3 separate regions of the Mus musculus genome follow, and all the other regions are linked to region 1. Evidence: chromatin contacts called from public promoter capture Hi-C data. All regions are on one chromosome and are shown on one strand. Each heading gives the region's core, a stretch centred on a gene start, on an enhancer-like site or on the middle of the called end of the contact. The rest is flanking DNA. Distances are from core to core; before and after follow the strand shown. Region 1 holds the start of Mettl2 (methyltransferase like 2). Region 2 holds the start of Gpatch8 (G patch domain containing 8). Region 3 holds the start of C1ql1 (complement component 1, q subcomponent-like 1).

The links. Promoter capture Hi-C pulls out the DNA fragments that hold promoters and counts their contacts.
Region 2: a promoter capture Hi-C map of liver shows a contact between it and region 1, with 4 times the contacts expected there. The contact joins the promoter of Gpatch8 here to the promoter of Mettl2 in region 1. A contact is called at or near these places in 2 of 39 promoter capture datasets (liver and pre-B cells) and 1 of 115 datasets of contacts at active chromatin or transcription factors (thymic regulatory T cells).
Region 3: a contact with region 1 is called in a promoter capture Hi-C map of pre-B cells, with 2.4 times the contacts expected there. The contact joins the promoter of C1ql1 here to the promoter of Mettl2 in region 1. A contact is called at or near these places in 2 of 39 promoter capture datasets (liver and pre-B cells).

Annotation. Positions count from the first base shown.
Region 1 is chr11:105,124,807-105,127,817 of GRCm38.p6, reverse strand. Mettl2 (methyltransferase like 2) reads right to left here and starts at 1,393. Exons shown (of 9, transcript NM_172567.3): 1 at 1,212-1,393; 2 at 951-1,042. The coding sequence starts at 1,321.
Region 2 is chr11:102,554,724-102,557,734 of GRCm38.p6, reverse strand. Gpatch8 (G patch domain containing 8) reads left to right here and starts at 1,577. Exons shown (of 8, transcript NM_001159492.1): 1 at 1,577-1,655. The coding sequence starts at 1,611.
Region 3 is chr11:102,945,178-102,948,188 of GRCm38.p6, reverse strand. C1ql1 (complement component 1, q subcomponent-like 1) reads left to right here and starts at 1,473. Exons shown (of 2, transcript NM_011795.3): 1 at 1,473-2,324. The coding sequence starts at 1,728.

The DNA of each region.
Region 1 (3,011 bases), core at 144-2,643:
CACTTGGCTAACTGGTCCTTTAACTGCGAAAAGAGGATACTGGGCTACATGATTTTCAAAATCCCTCTCAACTCTACGAAGCTTTATCTAGTCTTATCTACCTAACAATGCAGGCAGGGTGCCTACTTTGCAACTGGAATATATACATATACTTATTTTTGAGACAAGCTCTCATGCAGCCCAGGCAGGAGTGGAACTCTACGTAGCAAGGATGCTCTTGACCCCACTCAACCTCTTGTCTCTGCCTCCCAAGAGATTACACCCCTACATCTTAGGAGGTACGTGCCTGGCCAGTGACCTCGGTACTATAGAGAAACTATCAGTGCTTATTATCATAACCGATGAGCCATCTCTCCAACCCCCTGATGCCTATTACCTTAAAGTTCCAGGTTTACTTTCAAACGCCTCCTAGAAACAGGGACAACCAGTTCTAGTATTTTATAAAGGAATTATTCTTGTCTTCGGAAATGACCTCTTTCGCTTTGAGCAGACTCGTCTCTCCACTCTGCTGCACGCATCTTTCTTTGGTAGAAGTCCCACATCTCCAAACCCAACACCTCAAGAAAAGATGTTATGATCTAATCCTCTCCTCCCACAGTACGTTAGGATCCGACCACATCAATCTAGCTCTGATGGAAACGTCCCAGCAGAAGGTAAACTGTAGAAGCTACCCTAAGATGACTGAACGACTTTACGGTTGCCACAGGCCAGCCACATCAACGCGACACTCGTAGAACTAGAGAGTTCAACAACAACAACAACAAAGTCCAACCCCAATGGCTTCAAGACTTTGTTAGAAGACAGCCCCTTTGCCTCCTAACCCGTCCCCTCCCCGACCCGTTCTGGGCCGGAGTTCTCCATCAGGTCAGTGATAAAACGATCCCGGTGCCCCCATTTTTCTTGCCGTCTGGAGGAGGCGCGTCCCACACTGCGGGCACAACGGAGCGCACCTTGCTTCTCCGGGCACACCAGCGGGGAGCTGTTCTCCTGCACTTTCCTCTCCGCCGCCGCGGCCTGCTCCTCGGACCACTTCACGTTGTCCCTGTGAAAACCAAACGGGCAGCTTCAGGCCCACCGGTCCCGGACCCGGGAACGTCGGTCCTCGGGAGGCGAACGCTTCAGCTACCGCCGCGGGAGGAGGGCCAGCGGGCAGGGCTTTTCTCCAAGTGCTCCGGGCTGGCGAAGAGCCGGGCGAGATGCAGGGCAGTTACCAGGCATTGTGATGGAAGACGCGCGCCGGGTCGCTCAGGAACCGGTGCCCGAACTGCGGTCTCTTCCCGTCCTCGGTCTCCGGCACGCCTTCAGGGAAGGAGGCCGCCATGACACCGGAGACGGAAACGCCTTCTCTTCCCGAAGGCGAGGACTTCCTGTGGGCCACGCCCCTTCCGGAAGTAGCGTCACTGGGAGGGAAGATGGAGGGCGGGGCGGGGCGGGGCGGGGCGGGGCGGGGCGGGGCGGGGCGGGTTCCAAGTGATTGGGAAGCTCAGCGGAGGCGAGTCCGAAAGGAGTCATTTCTCCCTGGAGATGCACAAGGGCGTGCAGCACGGGGAGGAAGTAGGAGGCTATTCCCTCGAGTACGGTTCCGTGCAGGTCCCAAGATTCCCCCCAGGAAAAGCTTTGACTAGCCGACTGTGATGAGACGTGGTCACCAGACCACAGTCCGCGGGGAGGCAGCGCGTGGGTTTTGAGAGCATGAAGCTTCCGTGTTAAATGACATAACCGACCACACCTCCTTGAAAAGCCAGGCTTAATTGGCACAATAAAAATTGTAATTCGTTCATGCATAGAGCTTGTAATATGTATTCAATTTATTTAAATGTATACATTGTACACTTATATACTATACATATATGTATAAATATTTTAAAACTAATAGTAGGTCACTGGTATATAATTTATAATTGCACATTTTTAGCCTTATATTTTCTATTTAAATAAATTTCCCCTTTATGTGTACGCATGGTTGTGCACCACGTGCATGCAATGCTCATGGAGGCCAGAAGAGGGCACCAGATCTCCTCGAACTGGAGTTACAGATGCTTGTGAACCAACATATGGGTACCAGGGATCAAAATATGGGTCTCCTAGAAGAGTAGCCAGTGCCCTTAATTATAGGGCTCTCCAGGCTCTATAATTTCTTTAGGCTTGGTGGCAGGCAGCTTACTTGCTGTGCCATTTTACCAGCCAGAGTTATTGTTGTTGTTGTTATTATTGTTGTTGTTTTTGTTATTATTTTGATACATTTTGAAGGACTATGTAATTCTGGCTGGCCTCCAGCTCTCTATGCAGATTAAACTGGCCTCAAACTCAGAGATGTGCCTGTCTCTGCCTCTCAAGTACCGGGATTAAAGGCATTCACCATCACATCCAGCTATATGTATTTTTTTTTTTTAATATCATGCTCTTTAAAAGCTGTTAGTGTTCACATTCAACAATCCCATTATATAATTTTTGTGTGTGCAGAAAGCTCATTGTCCTTTTACTTGAAGTTCCAACATTATTTTTAATAAGTGAGCCATTTGAAATATATGGCTGCTTCTCTTTCTCTCTCCTCTCCTCCCTCCCTTCTTCCCCCCCCCCGTGTGTGTTTTAATTATTATTTTCTTTTTAAATATAGAATTCCTCTATATAGCTCTGACTATCTCATAACTCTCTTTGTAGACCAGGAAGGTTTCAACTTCAGAGATCTGCCTGCCTCTGGCTTCTGGGTACTGGGATCAAAGATGTGTGCTGCCTCCACACCTGGCTAGGTTTTTATTTTTGAGATTATGACATTACATCACTCCTCCTCAACCCTCCCATATTCCCCTCCTTACTCTTTCAAATGCATGGCTTCTGAAAATGGATGAGTGTGTCACTGTGTACCCTTATCTGGCTTCAAACTCTGGACCCTCCTGTCACGTCTAACTTTGCCAGTGCTGGAATTACAACATGCATTTCCAAATGTTTAACTATTCTAAACTTGAGCTTTTGTTTTTAGACCATTTTCTTTTTTGTGTCTATTTACATCA
Region 2 (3,011 bases), core at 328-2,827, 2.6 Mb after region 1:
AACAAAAATCCCATGATTTGTTTGGTTAGCATTTCTAGAGAAAGTCTCCAGCTGCTACCTGAGTGAGAAAAAAAAAATGATTTAGGCTCCAACTGCTTTCTAGATTGCTTTGTGACCAGTCCCTTGGACTTTCAGCTCTGCCCACACCCTCACCTTCCCTGGTGCCAGGTACAAATTCCAGAGGCTTGCTAGCTGACTAGGGAGAGCTCCAGGTTTAAGGAGAGACCTTGTCTTAAAATCAGGTAGAGGGGCTAGAGAGATGGCTCAGCTGTTAAGAGCTGATACACATACATACATACATACATACATACATACATACATACATACATTCATTCATTCATGTAGGCGAAGCAGTCTTACACTAGGTAAAATTAAACAGCCCCCCCTCACTCCCCCACCCTGTGAAAACATTAAAGAAAACAAGAGCTGGAAAGATGGCTAAGCAGTTAAAAGCACTTGTTCCACATGCAGAGCACCTGGGTTTGTTTCTAGCACTGACATACATGGTGATTCTTAACTGTAACTCTAGCTTCAGGGGATCCAATGACTCTGAACATGAATATATATGTGTGGAGGGGGGAGAGGAGTGGGAGGGGGAGGGAAAATAGTAAGAAAAAAACGTCAAGCTCTTGGTAGCCATGTGTTTAAGTTTCTCTCTTCTTCAAGGTTGTGATCCCTTTGTTATGCCTTGATTTATATGTAGCTTTAAGATAGGTCATTCTTTTCATTACAGTCCCCCCCCCCCACAGTGTCACTTAGATTTTGTTATTTGAAGCAATGTCTTATAGCCCAGGCTAGCTTTGAACTTCCTATGTAGCCAAGGATAAGCTTGACTTAATTTCCCCTCAGCCTCAAGCAGGAATAGACACTCGTTTATATTTACAACTATTAGGTTAATTTATTGGTTATCTGACTTCCTGCCTGGAATGGAAGCCCTTTGAGAGATTTTTTTGGTACCTCTTAAGTAACATTATTATGTATTAATTTTAAAAATACCCTCTTTGGACATCGGGGGGCGAGCCTCTACTACATAGAGAGCTACAGGAAACCCTGTCAACAAAATAACAAAAACAAAACAAAAAAACATTAAAAGTACTCTAGCTGTAAAGTCAGATCTCATGCTACTGTATAGCATTACACTGTATATTATTACAAATACGGGATGGGCTTGACCGTAAACAAGAGCATAAGAAAGAAAGACTTCTGAACACTGCTAAGGGAGCAAGTGAATACTTCCCAGGCCCCCAAATGCTCTGCCCTGCTGATCTTTCCCTCCGGAAGCGCTTACGCGCGCCGGCGCGAGTGCGCATGCGCGGCCCGCTGGGGTCGCTCGGGGCCGGGCGTGAAACCGAGCGATGTGAGAGGAAGGTTCCGCCTCCAGGCCTGCGCGCCTTCGGGATTCCCGTCGGAACGAATTCCTGTTCCCTCCTCTTCCCAACACCCCCCCAACAATCCCTCGCCAAGCACACATCCTCCACCCCCCTCCCCACGCCTGCTGCGCGCGCCCGGTGGGCGTGGGAGGGGGCGTGGAAACAGAGAGGGGGCGGGCGTAGCGGGAGGGGAGGAGCGAACCGGAGAGCGTCGTCCTGAGGAGGAGTGAGAGCGGCAAAATGGCGGACCGCTTCTCCCGCTTCAACGAGGACCGAGACTTTCAGGTAAACACGGGCGTCGCCGAGGACCACCCACGCCCCCGGAGGGCTCGCCGCGAGCCCGGGGCCGCCTCCCTCCCGGCCTCCTGGCTCTCCTTCCTTCTGCTCTCCGCTCCACCTTGCAAGCCGGCTCTCGCCCCTTCCTGCCTCTCATTTCTCCAGGGGCCTCCGGGGCTGAGATGAGGCCGCGTCCCCGGCTTCATCCCTATTCACGCCGCTTCTTCGGCTCGGCTTTCCTCCTATTTTGCTCCTGGCTTCCCGCTCCGCAGCCGGGCGCTTTGTGGGGGTTGCGCTTTGCTTGTCTCGGGGCCTGTGCAGGCGCAGGGCCGGCCCGGCCCCCGGGGGAGAGGGCTGGGGCGGGGAAGGCTTGGGCCAGCGGTTTTCAGGCCGGGGCTATGGAAGCCTTGGCTTTTGCTCGCCCCGATCATCCTGGGGATCGCCTCTCCGTTTTCCCATTGTGACAAACAAGCCCTTTATCGACTGTCTAACCTAGTCTTCCCCCTGGTAAAGGGCGCCCTTTCTTATCAAAGACGCCTTTTTTGTTGAGGCGAGCCATTGAGCTTTCTCTGGGCATAAATAACTGCTGTTGTTTACAGGCCGTTAATTGGGTTGGGGACAGTAAGGTATAGGTCTGTGGACTGGCGTAAACTTAACTTCGAGACCTACCAAGATTTGTAAAGAAGCATAATTATGGCCTTTCCAAGCGGGAGTAAATTCGTTCCTAAACCTTGATTTTTTTTTTTTTTCTTTCTTCGTTTGCAAATGTTGATCTGGGAAAGATGTCCGTGGGGTGGCAGGCATTAAAGAAAAAAACAACAAAAACAAAACAAAACAAAAAAACAAACAACAAAGGCCGAATTAGAATCATTAGGCTTTTAGATATTGAAATTGTTACTGCAGGCATAGTTGGGAGACAATAAGGGATTTAGTAGCCTTTGGTTATTTCTAGGTAAAATACATCCTCAGTTGCAAATCACTGCATTACTACCGCATCTCCTGGCAACAGCAATTTAGGTCAAGGGATGAGCCTCCGAACTCGAGTTTTTGTATTCCTTTCAGCTTCCTCAACGCACCTCTAGCTGTGTCAGAAGGCAATTTGAAGGGTTTGAATTCTTGGAGATGATTGGGTTGATAGACAAAGCAATTTCAACTGGTTTAAAATCAACACTGTTAAATAGTCTTAGGTGTAGAACGCTATGGGAAGTTTTGCAGCAGTAAGGGATTTGGGAGTTGCTGAAAATGCCTTGTGGTCATGTGCCTGCCGCAGAAACTGCAGCCCAGCACAGCATCTTAAGGTGTTTTAAGGATTTATCTCAGGTCTTCCAAAGTTTGAGGTGGACATTTGATACCCGAGAAGGAAGG
Region 3 (3,011 bases), core at 224-2,723, 2.2 Mb after region 1:
TTTAAGTTCGCAGAGCCTCTGTTCTCCATCTGTAAAACGAGGATAATGGTGGGCTTTATATCTAGATTGATGTAAAGATCAAATGTGACCATACATACAAAGCATCCAACGCAGTTTGTCTTAGCTCCCTCCTCCTTGGTGATGGATGTCATGCTGACCCGGGTTAGTATTTGGAAAGTCCTCTCTGGCAGCGTCCCGCCCACCCCCACTTCTACCATTGGTTATTCTGGCATCTCAGTTTTAGGTAGGGATAATCAGGGAATCAAATGGACAGTGGGAGGTCGGCGGTGGGAGTGTGAACTGGGAGGAGTCTTGCAGGCAAAAAGAATGAGTCTGGAGTGTTGTTGTTTATCGTGGCCAGAGGCCTCAGAAAGACACAGCCCTCCTCCTCGGATAAAGGAGGGTGAAGGAGGAACACAGCTTGAGCTGGGACTCACAGAATATGACAAATATGTTGATGGAAGCAGACACATTTCAGTTTATGCAACCTAAACATTTTCCTGCACTAGAAGAACGTGATGGGGTAAGAGTTAGGGGGGTCCCCTAAGGGGCTAGGAGAGATCAACCCCCCTCTTTCTGGGGAGTGCTAGAAAACGCAGAACCACCTAGGACTGGTTAACACTAAGAGATGACATGGGAGGGGTACTTCATTTTCTCAGGGTCCGTATTTCCCACTTGTCTAGCTAGTAGCTCAGATCAGAAAAGGCCTCATGGAAGAGGCCACAGGTAGAGGCAGCCTAGAAGATATCCCCTGGGGCAGTGGAAAAGAAGGGGCTGAAGACGCTGCCACCTGGGAGAGAATGCCCCTGAAGTAGTTAGAATCAGATAAAAAGTCAGGCTGCTATTAGAATTCAGAGATTCCCTCTGGGCACCCTAAAAGCAAAGGATCCAGACGGGTTATCTGGATGCTAGGCCTGGGTGCCTATGGAACGCCCCTCCCCAGTATTCCTTCCAGGCTTTAGCCCTCATCCTCTTTCTTGTTCTACTCTCTTGTTCCTCACTCTGTAACCCTCCACCCCCTGCAACATCTCTTTGTCCCCTGCAGACAGGGGGCAATGTTGCATCCTTCGACCTCCTGCAGGTGGTGGTCCTTTGCCCCTCTGTCACGATTTTCCTCGGAACTGACCCACGGAACATCTATCTCAATGCCACGCTGAGCTCTCTGCCTCTCCTTGTGGCTCCTCCTTCCGCTTGCCCTTTGGTCCTACTCATTCCTGACTCTAGCCCCTTCCCCATTCTGAGCCTCAATCTCCAGCTCCCTCCGTGATGCCCACCACTCTCATAGCCCCGCCCCTCCCTGCCCCTCCCACCTTGAGGCTTCCGCGGCCCAATTAGGCGCCTGCCCCGCCCGCAGCCCCACCCCTCGCCCTCTCCGAGCCCCGCGGAGCGGGTGGGCGGGGCCCAACGGAGGAGGCAGTGGCCCCAGCCAGGGAAGGCGGGAGGAGCTAGGCGCTAGGCGGGAGGCCGCGTTCAGTCGGGCAGCGCAGCGGGAGGGAAGCACGAGGCCGGAGCCGGCTGCTGGGCTCCGCAGCGCAAGCAGCGCAGCGCGGCGCCCGGGCCCCGGCCCCATGCCCGCAGCCCCGCCGGACCGCCCTTGAGCGCGGGCGTCGCGCCCGCGCCCCTTACCCGCCGGCATCATTGCCCCGACGGCGCGGCCGGGTGGCCCGGCTCTCCCAAGGCTCCGCGCCGGCCGGAAGACCCTGCTGGCTGCCGCCGCGGGCGTGGTGATGCTGCTCGTGCTGGTGGTGCTCATCCCGGTGCTGGTGAGCTCCGGCGGCCCGGACGGCCACTATGAGATGCTGGGCACCTGCCGCATGGTGTGCGACCCCTATCCCGCGCGGGGCCCCGGCGCCGGCGCGCGGTCCGACGGCGGCGACGCTCTGAGCGAGCAGAGCGGTGCGCCTCCGCCCTCCACGCTGGTGCAGGGCCCCCAGGGGAAGCCGGGCCGCACGGGCAAGCCGGGCCCTCCGGGGCCTCCAGGAGACCGGGGCCCTCCAGGTCCTGTGGGGCCGCCTGGGGAGAAGGGTGAACCAGGCAAGCCTGGTCCTCCTGGCCTGCCGGGTTCGGGAGGCAGCGGCGCCATCAGCACGGCCACCTATACCACGGTGCCACGCGTGGCCTTCTACGCCGGCCTCAAGAACCCTCATGAGGGTTACGAGGTGCTCAAGTTTGACGACGTGGTCACCAACCTAGGCAACAACTACGATGCGGCCAGCGGCAAGTTTACATGCAACATTCCTGGCACCTACTTTTTCACCTACCACGTCCTCATGCGCGGCGGCGACGGCACCAGTATGTGGGCAGACCTCTGCAAGAACGGCCAGGTGGGCCATGAGGGGGCGTGGGGCTGACCTGGGGGCAGGGCTCCCAGGGAGCCCCCAGGAGAATGCGTATTGGATCAGAGTCGACAGGCACACCGGGCAGGCGTAGGTGGAGACCCTAAAGCGGCCCCCTTAACTATCATGTGAAGAATGGTTGTAATTAGCGGGCACCCCTGAGTCTTCAACCCTTGGGCTTGAGCTCTTAAGGGAGAGGCTACAGGGCACCCGCGGAGTGGAAATGCGTAAAGATAAATCCAACTAGTCAGATCACAGGGCTCTAGGGCGCACGAACTGGTCCGTAGGGGTTTGGCCCGTGGGAGACTGATTCAGGCTGATTTCTCTTGAGAGCTAAGATTCAAGCTGACGCCGACTGGCTTTAAGGGAACAGCAAGGATGCTCTAGGGCAAGGATAAGGAGAAGCAGTCTCCGCGCCGGAGGGCGCTAAGACGAGTGGCTGTGCGCTCAGGAGAAGAAGGAGGAGGGCTGCAGGAAATGTTTTGCGCACAAAGGCAGAGGGAGTTCGTTGCCCAATAGCCTTAACTGCAGTACATCCCTGGCCCTAGAGAAGGGACCATCGAGCTGAACGAACACCCTTTGCAACCCCCCTGGAATGCTCCACCTTTTCCCAGAGTAACAGAGCTATCCTGCGCCTCCCGGGAAAAAGTTTCCTCTAGAGGCGGGGCGGAGTGA